Regions from separate parts of the Drosophila melanogaster genome. Here region 2 is linked to region 1. A link is a contact called in public Hi-C data. All regions are on one chromosome and are shown on one strand. The core of a region is the stretch at or near the end of the contact, and the rest is flanking DNA. Distances in the headings are between cores, read along the strand shown.

The links. Hi-C and Micro-C count contacts between places; a contact is called where the count stands out from the background.
Region 2: a contact with region 1 is called in a Hi-C map of the Kc167 cell line, with 3 times the contacts expected there. The contact joins the promoter of Rhau here to the promoter of Nak in region 1. A contact is called at or near these places in 3 of 107 Hi-C or Micro-C datasets (the Kc167 cell line and embryo).

Annotation. Positions count from the first base shown.
Region 1 is chr2L:18,965,034-18,972,228 of dm6, forward strand. It overlaps Nak (Numb-associated kinase), which reads right to left and starts at 3,711. Exons shown (of 8, transcript NM_057818.4): 1 at 3,220-3,711; 2 at 423-556; 3 at 226-359; 4 at 1-150. The coding sequence starts at 3,382. Tango6 (Transport and Golgi organization 6) reads left to right here and starts at 3,995. Exons shown (of 3, transcript NM_136078.4): 1 at 3,995-4,126; 2 at 4,185-6,386; 3 at 6,447-6,971. The coding sequence starts at 4,066. The coding sequence ends at 6,949. L2HGDH (L-2-hydroxyglutarate dehydrogenase) reads right to left here. Exons shown (of 3, transcript NM_136079.3): 3 at 6,960-7,195. The coding sequence ends at 7,127.
Region 2 is chr2L:20,754,776-20,761,990 of dm6, forward strand. It overlaps Rhau (RHAU helicase), which reads right to left and starts at 3,210. Exons shown (of 6, transcript NM_001273710.1): 1 at 1,167-3,210; 2 at 713-1,105; 3 at 545-658; 4 at 218-490; 5 at 34-162. The coding sequence starts at 3,007. It overlaps dia (diaphanous), which reads left to right and starts at 3,369. Exons shown (of 5, transcript NM_001273711.1): 1 at 3,369-3,888; 2 at 5,750-6,066. The coding sequence starts at 5,751.

The sequences.
Region 1 (7,195 bases), core at 2,461-4,960:
ACGAAGTTGCCCGCGTCCGTTTGCAGAATGTTCTCCACCTTAAGATCCCGATGGATAATCGGAGTCTGACAATAGTGCAATCGAGAGACAGCCTCGGCAATATCACAGAAGATGTTGAGCACCTCTGGCTCCGTGAAGCCAACGTGCAATCTGTGGCGAATTTCATTGGATTACATTCGAATTCCGCAATCAAATGGACTACATTTTTAGATTCACTTCGTTTACCTCGCATTCATCATGGCCAGCATGTGATGCTTGCAATAGGGCATCAGGAGTAGCACCTCGCACACCCCGTTTCCCGTGGGCGTGATGCTGGAGTCCACATAACCAATGATGTTTTTGTGCCCACTCAGGTTGCTCTGGGGGAGTGAAAGTGATTGCCCTATTAGATTAGGTTTGTTTGTCCCGATTTATTTACTCACCGCAATCTGTATCTCCCGCTTGGCTACGTTCAGATCGTGCTCATTGTTGACGTACATGCGCTTCAGGGCGTACTTGGTCGCCGAGGAACTGCCTCCGCCGTTGCCCCTTGCCAAAAAGACCATGGCGAAACCACCTGCGTGAGTTTTGAAGAGATGGGGAAGAGAAAAACAGAGCATTAGAGCATGGGGTAAGTTGACGGGCTAGACATCCATAACAGCTGTCAGCTGTAAACAACATAGCATATTTGAATGGGGGAGGAAACTGCGAGTAAGCTAAACCCGATGAATACCCTGTTATTGTATATTCATAATACATATATACGAATATTTTATTTTATATGGCAGGAAGTAGCTAATTAATAAACTAATTTGTTTATTAAAAGGAAATATGTGTCACATTTTTATAGCACACGTATCTTTGGCCATTCCTTCCCACATAATTTATGCCATATATCTACGTGATAATAATGGAATTTCTTTACTATAAACATTTCACGTTCACAAATATCCCCCCGTGGTGTTAAAATAGTAGAGGGTACCCGAATTCGAGTGATAGCAGTTACTGTCTGGCCATGGAACGATTTACACATGTTTTGCCTAACAGGCCATTTGCATGAGGTTTATTTCAGTTTATTGCAAATAGAATTTCAAGTAGAATGCCCCCACATTTCAGCCCTCTCCACCTGTCGCTTTACGCCACTTCAAAATGTACGATAAAAAGGCAACGCAATATAAACTAAACTATTGAAGGTCACGTACAGAAATAACAACAATAACATGCGACAATAACAATACTCAGCGGGGGAAGGCGGTGGGGCGGCAAAATAAAAAGATAGGAACAGTGGTCACTAAGAAAAAAACATAAAAATATATATTAGATATAAAATGAAATGATATTAGAAAAAAAAATGATCTCAATACATTAGATGCATAGACGATGCAACGATTAGGAGAATGTTTTAATATTGAAAATATTTATGGAACATTTGCTGTAAATGCACACACCATTTCTCCCTGTGTAGGCGATAGAGAGAAGTGAATAGCGGACCAGCAAATGTAACCATTTTTGCTCGACTTTGTGAAATTATGGCGTCAAATGTTAATCAATGCTGAAGGTTGCAACAGCAACAAATCAACATTGGCAAAAAGTACAGCAACAACATCCAGTAATAATAGTATGAAAAGCAACAATAACAATGCACAATTGTAGCGATGCGAGAAAACGCGAGAAGGCAATTCGAAACGCAAACGAGGGTAGAAAATACGTCTGAAGGGGCGTCAACTGCAAGGTGGGCAGTAAGCGGTTAAGGGTGGGGGCTGAGGGGTTAAGGCGGGAAAGCTTCATTCGTTAACCGTTTGTCGCTTAGTCATTTGTAATTGTTGTTGGCTGCTCAAAAATCGAATCAAAGAAAGCAGGTAAATATTGAAGGTGATTAAGCACAGTGTTACTTTGGAAGTATCCAGCATATCGAGCAGTTTAAACTTGGCTATACGCGCATTTTATTCATTGAGCATCTGCAAAAGACTCTATTTATTTTTTCTCTTTCTTAAATGAAATACCAATAGTTACGTTACTGGATTAAATGAATTAATAAATAATATATAATTTAGTTTATAATTTGTTATACTAATTCAATAACTTTAACCAAATAACCGTGTTCGTCAAACGCTCCGCCTTTTTAATTACAGGGTATGCCCGACAACAGCTGACTAATTGCCAGCGGCGCCAGCGCAGCGCAAAACAAAATTACGAATCGAGTCCGCTTGCCAAAAGTATAAAAAGTAAAAAACACTACGTAATGGCTAAAGGAAAGGTGGCGAATGGCTGGCCAGGCGGTGGGTGAGCAATCGTTAGATGATCAAATGTTGGGCGGAGGGTACTGGTGCCAGGCCAACAAGGAGGCACTTGCACTGCAGGATGATGTGGAGTGGAGCACTCCGCATTTCAAGGACAAGGACACAGCACAGGCGATTTCCTTAGGGGCGAACTTTGCCATTTAGCTCGGCGAAAGGTGAAAAACGGAAGACTGTCGGAGACAGTCGGCTGATGAGTGTTGGTCTTGCCGCTTCATTGGCTAAATTAACATAATTGATTCAATTGATTTGTGGCCATGTGTAGTGGCTACGGGAATTCAATGGGTATTCCATGGAAAAACCAACCAGAACCGTAACTGTGTTTGTACAGTCGGGTTTCTCTAACGCGGACACCCATTTGTCACAATAGAAATGCTGGCATTTCTGGTTTTGGCAAAAATAAACTCTTTAAAGACTGACATAAATTTGGACGAAATATCTGCACGCCATTAGAGAGCCGAGTTATGGACATAAATATGTAGTTCTATGCCAAGGGCAAAATTGCAGTTCAATTAGTTGGAATTTAGGTTACAAACCAGTATTTAGTATTCATAATTAATGAAATAATTTAAAATGTTTTACAGTTTTATTAAAAGATAATATATCAAAGTCAGATTTTAGCTGTTTTGAGTTTAACATCTTATACAGAAATTATTGGGAGTAATTTATTTGGATTTAATCGGAAATGCGACAAGTGGTGTCCCCAATTATGGAGGATACGCAGCTGATTTTTATGCTCTCTAGCGCTTTGAGTACGCCCCACATTTGGGAGTTCTCGCGCTGAAGGGGTTTATCTAATCTGTGACGAGGGGCGAGACCGAAAAGCGGACGGCAGGCTACTGCCCACCTGTAAATCAGGCAGGTGATAAGCATAATCGCGGGCGACGTGTTGTAGGTAGGGGAATGGGAGCACATATATAAGAGTGTATATATAGTCGTCTACCTTCTGCCAGGACATCCTCCACGGTGACCGTGACGCGTCCCACTGTGAAGACCTTGCCCACGAAGCTGTTCTTCTCGTTCGAGGACGACGAGCTGCTGCTGTTGGGCGGATTCTCCAGTCGAGAGTTCTCATTGCGCTCGAACTTAGACAGGATTTTCTTCATTTTCCCCCGATTTTCACTAGAAAATGTTTACTGCCCCAGCAGCACAACACACACACACACACTCGCGAGCACACACGCACACTAGCTAACACGGTCTTAATTGCCTGCGCGTAGGTGTTTTTGGCAATTTTTAATTTTGCGAGGGCGGCTGACGGTGGGCGGGGCGTCGGTGCCGCTGGCCAATTAATCCACTTTCGAGTCGTATCGGCTAGCTGAATAAAGCTATTCTGCGCACTTTGTGTTTTTGCATGCACACACACAATGCAGTGGAAAAAGAAAGTTGTTCGATTTTCCTGCTGCTCTCGAGTTGTTGGGCCAGTGTGACCAGGGCGCTTTGCTGCAGTCAGATGCGCAACCCGCGGCTGGTGCAGCCGCCTATCGATATATAGATAAGTTGGTTGCAATCTCGAAATTCTGAAAACAAGGAAATCCCCGTTTACAAAATAGGTTTTATGATAACAATTTTTTGTAATTTGATCCAATTTAAAAAGATAATATGGTTCTACTTTCAATAAAACATATAGCTACAGTTGCATTAAACTATCGCGCAGTTTTAATTAGCTATGCTGCCAACATCGTGTTTCCCTTATCAATATGTTATCGATTGTGCTGGTGCAATTGTAAACAAGCATCTCTAGCAAATGGTCGCTAAATTCGCAAAATTGTAGTTTGCTGGGATAACAATGATAAATACGGCCAAGTACTTTGCTCTTCTAGAGAGTTTAAGGTTTAGTAAAGCTCTAGGTAAATTGGTTAACATCATATAATAATTGTAGTATCCCTAATACTAATATTTCGACAGCAAATACGGCGAATAACTCAGGGACTGCCGAAGCCTTGGAAATCAACCTGCGAATTTTGGAAAAATATGCTAAACTCGAGATTGGTCAGCAATTGCATGAGCTGTGCCTGGAATATCAGTTAACAGACGATCACGAATCTAGTATTGATCCCGATTCGGATCGTACTATATGCTATATAATAAGATTGCAACATGTGCTACATTCGATCATGAGGAACATTAATTTCCACAGCGACGCCAAGGAGGATCTTATTTCGGTAGCGCACCTGAAATTGTGTATCCAGGCTTCCCAAGAATTATCATATTACTCGCTTCGATGCCAGCTACATGAGGATTTCTACAAGTCGCCCATCTTTTGTGAGGCTCAGGGGAAAATCAAAGCTAACTTTTCATTGATGCTTCTAAGCATTCAGTTCTTTATTAATCTACTGCATATTCGACAATACCACATAGCCAACTCGATGGAGCTGGTGCAAAGGGATCTACTGGCGGCCATTGTGAGTCTACGTGTGCAGCAAGACTCTCCACTGCTGGATAAGGCTATAGCCTACCTCTGGCAATATGAATCCAAAGCAGATTTCTTTCGCAACATCTTGCTTTTTAAAGCTACGACTCTCTGCCCAACTCTGGCCCAATTATTGCACCGTCAACTCTTAGGAAAGCTTCACTTACCCCAAGGATTTGCTAGTCTTGTTGAGGCCCTGCATCAAAATCCCAATGTGAATTCTTCCAGAAATGCGGAAATTGTGGCTAGTATTGTGGCCAGAAAAGGATTTTCTCAGTTAGCGCAAGAGAAGATGGTTCTCCAGGTGCTAGAATATTGTAAGTTCTATCTGCAGAATGCGGACAAAATGTGCGCCGGTGTCCTATCGCTCAGAAGACTTTACGATTTAAGTGATACAAATCAAAAGCTGATAAAAGAAATATTATTCAAACACTGGGAAACGCTTTGTAACCCAGAAGACATTATTAATGGCCTTATCTTAATGGATCACCAGGAACTGTGCAATCGCATTCTCTTATGGCAGCATCTCTTTTGTTCTTCAACCGTAGCTTGCTTACCCAGTAATCTACTCGTTCCCTACCTTCCTTTGCTGCTCCAACTCTACGATGGCCTTCCAATGGAATTACCGGCGTCATCGCAGATTTCTGCCATTATTTTGCGTTGTCTGGACAACAGAGAAATGAAAAACGAATTACCTGCGATACTCCAGAAGCTGTTTAAATGGGAAATTGAGAAGGAACCTCCTTGGAAGTGTTTAAACCCACGCATTATAATCCTGCCTTCCATGAACACAACTCAAATTCAGGTTAAAGTAGCTCACAAAGATCATCTAGCAGATCACGATATGGGCAGAATATTGCCCGGTCTACTCACATCAAGCTCTCATCATTCCCTCACCTGCAAAGTTTTCCTCTCTCTTCTGGGCTTCATAGCTAAACAGATAAATGATAAATCTTCAGCCAGCGTAGATTTTATTTCATCAGAAGCAGAGCTCAAAGACTTTCTGCACTCCAAATATCAACTGAAGCTAGATTTGCTCATTGCTTTAAACCAAATGGTAGCCCACCAACCATTAAGAGCTCAGCTATCACAACATACCAAGGAGCTTCTACATATACTAAAAGACTTGCTTGTCCACCGATCTAGAGAGCAAGATACCACGGATCAGATCCTACTTCTCGTTCTAAACCTCTTGCAGGAAATTCTTGAGGGCAGTGAGAATATTCAACTTTCAGAGGCCTGTAAGGAACTGAAAGAACAATTGCACCTGTTGGGTACTCGATCTTCCAACCCTCTTATCCAGCAATCTGTAAAATCATTGCTTACAATAATTCACGGCGCATGGCGACCAAGTGAGGCTGTTAAAATACAACCTTTTCAAAGAGCTCGGTCCTTGATAGAGGAAAAACAATCCCACATGCAAGTGTATGGAATTCAGATGATGATTGATTTGCTGAAAAAAAGAGATCCTGCTACCTTAGCGCAGGGTCAACTTATCATAGCGTTAGCCCTGACCACTCTCAAGGATAAGGAATCCTACACCTTCTTAAATTGTGTTCGGCTCTTTGTGTCGCTTGTTCATGTGATGGAGTCCGATGTGCTGGACAAATTGAGTGATGAGTACCTATCAGAGACGGCTCACTTAGACTACCGCCTCGTAGTGGGTGAAGCTATTCTGAAAGTCGCTCAGGAGTTGGGTAAGCAATGTTCTACACAGCTAAGAATAACTCCTAAACTTTCATACTAATCCCATCCAGGTCCTCTTTGCTTTCGATACAAGGCTGTTCTTCTCAACTGCTTCATGTACGGCTCCCGGTCTCCTGTTCACGAATTCCGGATGTCAGCCTTTGCCAATCTTGCCCAGCTTTGTCGCCTTTTGGCCTTTCAAGTGCAGAACTTCTTCCACGAGTTACTCCAACTTGTTAATAGCGAATTAACCACCGGAGGATATGTTCCCTCTAAGCGTGCAGCAGTCCTGGTCTTAGCTGAACTATTAAACGGCATGGAGAACCTTCTGGATTACCAGGAAATGTTACTCCCCATTTATCGCCTTTTAAAAGCGATTGAAGCGGATGAATCCTGTGATCCTCAAATGCGTCAGCATGCTGCAAACGGTCTGAAAATTTTAAACAAAAAGTGCACAAAACTGATACAATCTGCCTTGGAGGAGAAATCATTACAGAAGCAGATTAAGGTGTTGGGCATTAAGGACGATGATTCACCTCAAAGAAGAAACCGACATATACTGGAACTGAATTAAAGGCTATCTTAGAAACCTACACAAGTTTTAATTTTGTTTTATACACAATAGATCAATATTACAGTTTCGAAAAGAAATGCGATAGTGGCGAATCAGTACAGACATTACTGACATAAAGGCAGAACAGAAAATAGGACTTAGTTTTGGACTTTGGTTACATTATTTGGGATAGAGGCATCACTTGCCGATAGAGAACTCATTCTCGATCTTGTCTGCGATCATCTTGGCAATGGCCAAGCTACTAGT
Region 2 (7,215 bases), core at 1,960-4,459, 1.8 Mb after region 1:
TTGTTGTTAAGTGAAACGTGGGTTAAGACTAACTTGATCAACTGCTTTTCATATCCGTTCTCCTCGATCGGGGCCGGATACAAAGCCTTTTTGAGCAGCAGTTTCTCCAAATTGCTTCTTAATTGTATGACTACGTCGGCAGTTTCACGATTGCATTTAAAGCTAAGTATGAAATAAGTTAAGTTTATCCTATTGAAGGAAGATATGTTATACCCACTAATATGTCTTGGCCACGCACAGATATGGCGTATTTTGGGTCACTCCCGCTTCCACGCCATCTCCGAAAATGATCAGTGCCATGGGAAAAACCATTGTGGAGTCGAGCAGGAAAAGATCGGTGGACTTCTGCCGCTGAAAGTAGACAAAGTATGCCGAGTCGAAGCCACTCTCTCCGCTGTTCACCGAGGAGGGATGAAAGTTAACGCGGCGTCCATCGTCCGTTGCCATGGTGTGGATAGCGCGTACTCTATTCTTGATCTGCCGTGATTTTCTGCATTAAATTGTGTATTAGTTATTGCCTCTATTGTTAATAGGTGGTGTCTACCGCAAGTGAGCCATGTTGGGATAGAGTCCCGCTCCTATAATGGCCCTCAGTAGGGGAATCTTCTCAGAATTCTTATTGGATGCAGCATCCTTGCAGTTTGACGATGCCAGAAATCTGAAATAAGGTAAGTAGCTTAGTTTACACAAGGCAGTCATAAAACGAACCTACTTGTAGTTGTAGAGCAGCTCACTGAACTGATTCTTCATCCTCTCCAACTGCTGCAGTGTCATGGAGCTGAGGAAATTCTTATAGCAGAAGTCTCGTTCCGCGTGCGAATAGCGGCTATCGCGGTACGCAATAATGGTATTGTGCACCATCAGGTGATCGCTCCGCATATTTCGGGCCATTCTCCGCTTGATTTCATCCACTCGGCTCTCTTTACCCAAAGGCGAGTAGAAGGGGGACTTAAAGGACAAGGCAGCCGCCGCCGAAGTGATGGGATCCAAGCAACAGAAGAGCGCCGACATCAGGATCATTTTTCCCATCTGCGGATCAATGGGCAGCTTTGCCAAGTGCATGCCCAGTGGAGTAAGGGTGCCCGTCTGGTCCAACGCCTCAATGCTGTTCAATAAGCGGGTTAAATTATAAGTGTGAAACGAAGGGGCCAAACTATTAAACCCACCGCTTTAGCAGTTCCACTCCCATCTTTATGGCCTCGGGATTGGGGGCATTAATAAGAGTTTGCAGGAACCGATACGGATCGTCGATGTGCAGTAGCTTGAGGCTTAAAATTATGGATTCCAGCTTGGAGCGTAGTATCTCCGGCGTCGGAATATCGTCCATGCGATCCTCTCTAGCGCGGGAGAACAGATTATAGCATATGCCCGGCCGCACTCGACCTGCCCTGCCTCTCCGCTGCTGGGTATTTGCTTTGGTCACCCAAACCTCATCCAGCGACTGTATGTTCGTTTCGATGTCATAGTTGGTGGCTTTCGTCCGGCCAGAGTTTATCACATAAACCACGTCGTCAATAGTCACCGACGTTTCGGCGATAATTGTAGAGATTATAACCTTACGCTGGCCCGCCGGTGGTCGCCTGAACACTGCCTGCTGTTCCCCTGACTGCATTAGGGAATGTAATGGAAATACGGCCATATGATCCCGCCACCTTTGGCCCTTCGAAGTCTTTGGTTTATCCAGAATATTGTACAGTTGGGAGATCTTATCATAACCAGGCAGGAACACTAATATGGCACCCTCTGGTTCGTTTTCGCATATGTAGTAAACCAAATCGGCTATAAAATCAATATCCTCGCAGCCCTCCGACTCCGGCAAACGCAGCTTGTCGAGCACACGACTATCGTACGAGTTCCTGATGCGTCGCAGATACGGTTCTATCATAGCCTCGTGCTTCATCCTGCGCTCAGGCGGATCCCGCTTGGGACGACGATCGCGGAACTTTTGGAACTCGTAGTTCGTCTTGGACAGAACATCCTCCAAGTAGAGCATCTTCACGGGAAACATCACGCCCTCGATGCGGAACATGGGACAGTTGTTAAAGTAGTCACAAAAATCCTGCTCCCGTACAGTTGCACTCATCAGGATCACCTTTAGATCGGGTCTGTGGGGCAGGATAACCTTTAGAAGACCCATTAGGAGATCTGTTTCCACGCTGCGTTCGTGGATCTCATCCAGGATTAAGACACTTAGATTGTGCATCAGTGGGTCCGATTGAAGCTGCTGCAGTAGAACGCCTGTGGTGCAGTAAGTGATGGAGGCTCTCTCCCTGGCCTTCCTGCTCTCTAGGCGAATCTGGTAGCCTACCGAATTGCCCAGGCTCTCGCAGCGCTCGTAACTCACCCACTCGGCAATGGCGATGGCTGAAATCCTTCGTGGCTGAGTGCAAATGATGCGGCACGACGAGGCACATCCGCGGGAAATGGCGTCGTCGAGGAGGATTTGAGGCACCTGAGTGGTCTTGCCACATCCAGTGCTTCCTACAATGAGTATTACTTGGTTTTCCCGCACAGCCTGGATAATATCGTCGGCGTATTTCATGGTGGGCAGTTTTTTCCGTGCTTCTAGCCGTTTCTTGGCATTCTCCTCCAACTGGCGTTGCCCCAGTTCCAGCTGCAGTCTCTCGTCCAGCTTGGGGTTTACCCAGTCTAAGTCCGCGTTCCGTTCCTTGGTCTCCGCAACGAATTCCTCAAAGTTTACACTCAAAAGATGGCGAAACTGTTGCTGAAATTTGGCATCCACATTTTTGTCATCCACATTTTGTCTGGACGGTGCCCGGCTGTAGTCCTCCATTAACTCCTTCACACGCTCAAGCACTCCACTGGGAGCACTGACATTGCAGCCCAAGCGGATTTGCGGCTCCTTTGATTCCGCATTCTCGCCTCTGTCCTTCTTTTGCTGCCGGGCAAGATTGCGATAGTACAAACCGATGTCCTTGCCCCTGAGACCCGGTGGGCGGTTGCCCTTGCGGGCGTTGGAGCCGGATGAGTCCCTATCGCGCTGCATCCTGTCCAATTTATATAAAAGAATTCAGAAGAAGAATTCCCAACCCGAAGTCAACAAAATTCATAGTGCTGTCGGACTGTCAAAATGCGCAAATCAGATAGACTAGGACTGCCAACTTAATTATATACACCTATTGTGTTACTTTAATAATTAATTTTCAAATATAAATATTTTATTCAAACAAAATTGGTTGCATTTAGAACACGAAGCAAAATAAAATGAAAATCATAAACAAAGTTTTAAAAATAAGTGAAAAACACCGGCTTGCTGCTTATTGTTTGGTTCGAATACAGGCTAAATCCCAAAAGTATATTTCCATAACCCTTGAAAATGAAGCGGTTTGATTGAGCGATCCCGCTGCGGTCACACTAATTTCGATCAACTCAACGCGCTGAGTAAATCGAACCGCTTGTGCTTAGAATTTGTTTTTTCGCAATTAACGGCCGTGAAGAGCCAGCGATCTGCATGCCAAGTGTCCAATAACTAGGCAGAACAGTGTTTGCGTTGCACAAAAGCCCGCTAGCGGAGTGTGTTCCATGTGTCATTCCCGGCAAAGGAGCAACAAGTGGCCGAAAGTGGAAAGCAAGAGCAACAACTAAATAAGTAAGGAGTACCACACTGCAAGAAAAAGTGTTCGGAGGGAACGGTGTGCACAGCTTGTCAGCTTGTTTTTTGTACAGAGCGTCGCGCAATAAAACAAACAAAAAGACATAGTCCAAAAACAACAACCACAACAAAAGCCGTTTGATCGCGAGTTTGTGTGCGTGTGCGAGTGTGGCTCTATTTGTGTGAGAGTGGCAAGCCATTATTTTTCTGGTCTTATGACGTAAACCACCGAAAAAAATCAAAAGTGAGCAGGCGACACAGATATCAAAACGAAGGTGAGCGCATTCTTACCAATTCTCGTTTCGTTTCTTGGAATTCCAGCGGTTATTAGACGGTTTTATACTTGTTTACATTTTCGCAGTTGCAGCACACAACTAATGCCAGAGCGGGAGCGAGAAAGACATATGTAGATCGTTCTGTGGAAGGAGTGTTGGTCGCGGAGGGTTGTGTTGTGATGTTGTGGAGGGGAGGGAAAGAGATGCAGTGCATGTAAACAAAATAGAGAAAGAGGCAATTGCAGTAAATTCTTTGGCAAAAGAAATCTTGTTGAAAGCATTTCCTCCGCAGATGCTTATGTGTACTGGCGACCTGAAAAGAAATTGTTGCCCTGCTTGAACTTGTCGCTCCACTCTCCACTACCCACCTCCTCGCCCCCTCCCTCGCACACTCCTCTGCCCACACACACACACACACACAACACTCCATTCACAATTGGCCTTTTGCGGAGTCATATATTAAATTTGATTTCTCTAGCCGAGCACTGTGAATGATTTGCCGCCAGTTGGCACGCCCGTTCGCCACACTGCAGAAAATACCAGGGCACATATATATCTATATCTATATATCTATTAAATTTATCCTTGCATGCCAAATATTGAAACGCAGCACTTTATAGCTCTCTTAGCTTAAAATGTAAATTTTACTCAATTTAAGAGCACTAATAACGAACGTTTATTTCATTTCCTAATCAAATCTTACAGTTTAAGTACTTTGTTTTCCGTGTAGCGAGCCAGAACCATCCGCAAAACCTGTTGCTCGTTTGCCTTTTTATTGGATTTTCTGTTTTCTACCTCTGCTGCTCAGCTGCTGCGATTCCGATTTCATTAGTGATTCATTAGATGCGTTGGACAAGCTAACGCAAAAAGCCAAAGCTTGTTCCCAACGCATCCTTCAATACAAGGCAATTCAAATGTTCAAACGCTAACGGCCAGCCTCTCAGCCTGGTCAAATGAATCACTCCATATTCTCCACATATTCTAACCAATTTCTCTCGTGTTTTGTTTGGCTCTCAGTTTTGCGCTGTGAATAACGTGCTATTTCCTATTTTGGCTGGCCGCGATTATCGCATCGTTTTGTAAATTTAGTGCGCATTATTAATGAATTTGTCCAATTTGCTGCGGTATACTTTTATCGTTTTTGTTTATAATTATAATCAGTCGTTTTCACGCGGTGAGAGTTTTGGATAGCACAGTGGTCGGATTCTAATTTGGAAAATGGTTAAGCTTGAGAGTGTTTTAATCTGTAATATAAACTTATTGTACAAACCTAATTATAAATTGATCATTTTTGAGCTTACCAGTAATATTCACACAGTATTAAAATTATAATTCCTATTAGATTTCCACCCTTAAAAAATTTTAAATGAAAGCCAACTCTCATGTGTTAATGTTCTTAAGCATGTAAAAGGAAAACAGCACCCTTTCCAAGTCGAAGAACCACTGTAATGGGCCTCGTTCCCTCAAAATACGTACATATGTACGTGTTAATTGAAAATTCCACACTCCGTTGAGGCTGAATCGACATTACGGCACCCCAGATAATTGTAAATAAACCCAAGCTGATAATGATCGACCACCTCCCAGCCATCCGTCCATCGATTGGATGCATTCGCTGGGAAGCCATCAGAAACCGCGGTCTGTGCGCTGCTCTCGAACACTTGTAAACAAGGAACAGCTGTGCAAGTTGTCTCCCCCAAAATATTGAAGACTGCGCAGGCCCCAAAAATCGTTGTTTGGTCTTTGTTTAGTTTTCGCCTAGCTATCCAACGAAATGCGCCTCAAAAAGCTGGGGTTAGACTTGAAATCTTTTGCATAGTTTATGAAATCGAACCCAATATTTCTGTTCTGTTCTTTGCAGAATGTCTCGTCACGAGAAAACGAAATCCACGGGCGGCGGGCTCCTGGACAGTCTGTTCGGAAGACCCTCGAAGTCCAAGGGAGGAACCATCAGCAGTGGCACCCTGGCCCATGGCGGACGACCCGTGTCCGCGGACAACTATGTGGTGCCGGGCGTGGAGGACTTTGAGCAGTACATCCAGCAGCTAAGCGTTGCGGAGCTGGATGCGAAGTTTCTGGAGATCATCGAGGACATGAACATTCCGAAGGACAAGAGGGAGCCCCTGTTGGCCAAATCGAAGGAGGAGCGACAGAAGATGATTATGTGGCACTTGAAAGGTAAAGAACATGGTGCAAGTACACGTTTTCAAACAGAAAACCGCATTTGTGTTTGAAGATTGAGTATCGTTTGGCTAAGAACTATAGTTCTGGAATAGAAAGTCTAAGAATAATCTACATACATATACGAATAATCTAAACTCGTCTGAACCGTAATGTTCCAAGCAACTTTGAAAGGCCAACCGGATTGGCAAAACTTTAACACCCTTTCCCTTTGCAAGGGTATACAAACAGCAGACCATCGATTTTCGTGCAACTGGGTGACTCTGCCTTCTACTTTTTTTTTTTGCTTTTGTTGTGCTGCGGAATATTGCATTCCACTTGTGATAAGATAAGCAGGTAACGGAACTCGTGTCCGTGTGCTTTCCCCGTTTCGCTGTGTGCGTGACACTGCAAATTTCGCTTTCTGATTGCTTAGCGCCTTCTTAGCTGCCAATTTGCTCTGTGGCCAGGTTCTGTTCTATATTTCTGGCCAATTCCTAAACCGATTGAAGTGATGTCAACGATCCTTTGGATAAGTAAGCTCATAACATACATAAGTCTCTAAATGGTTTCCACTTCAATTAGTCAAGAGGTGATTACTTTGTTTGTTAACTACATATACTTGCTTAACTCTACTTCAATTTTGAGAATACTTTATTTCTAGAATTATTATAACGATATTATGTGCATCGCAGCGCGGTAATGATTCAGCTGGAATCTTCCCTTGTGTTTGCTTCATTCATATCCAGCGAGATTAGTACGGTGTACTCTACTGTACTACAGTGATACTACCAATTATCACTGTAGCACATCGCCAGCTGTATCTTGAGCACATTTCAATGCCAGCTCAGCTTTCAGCTTCAGCTTCGTTCTTTGGGTCTCGCTCCAGTTAGTTCACCATGGCCATGGTCCATTATCAGTCTTGCGGAGTGTGGAATCAAAGTTCCCTTATCGTTTGTAACGCCTAATTGCGCCACAGCCGCGGACTATCTGCTTGCCCATTTTATCAAGTAATACCAAGTGCTATATTATACATAGTATGTATGTAAGTGGTACGCGGCGAATGCGTGACAAAGTCGAGCGGCAAAAAATGAAAATGCAAAGACATTGAATTTCCACCACCGTGCACATTATACAATTTAAATTACGTCAAGTGGCAGTGAGAAA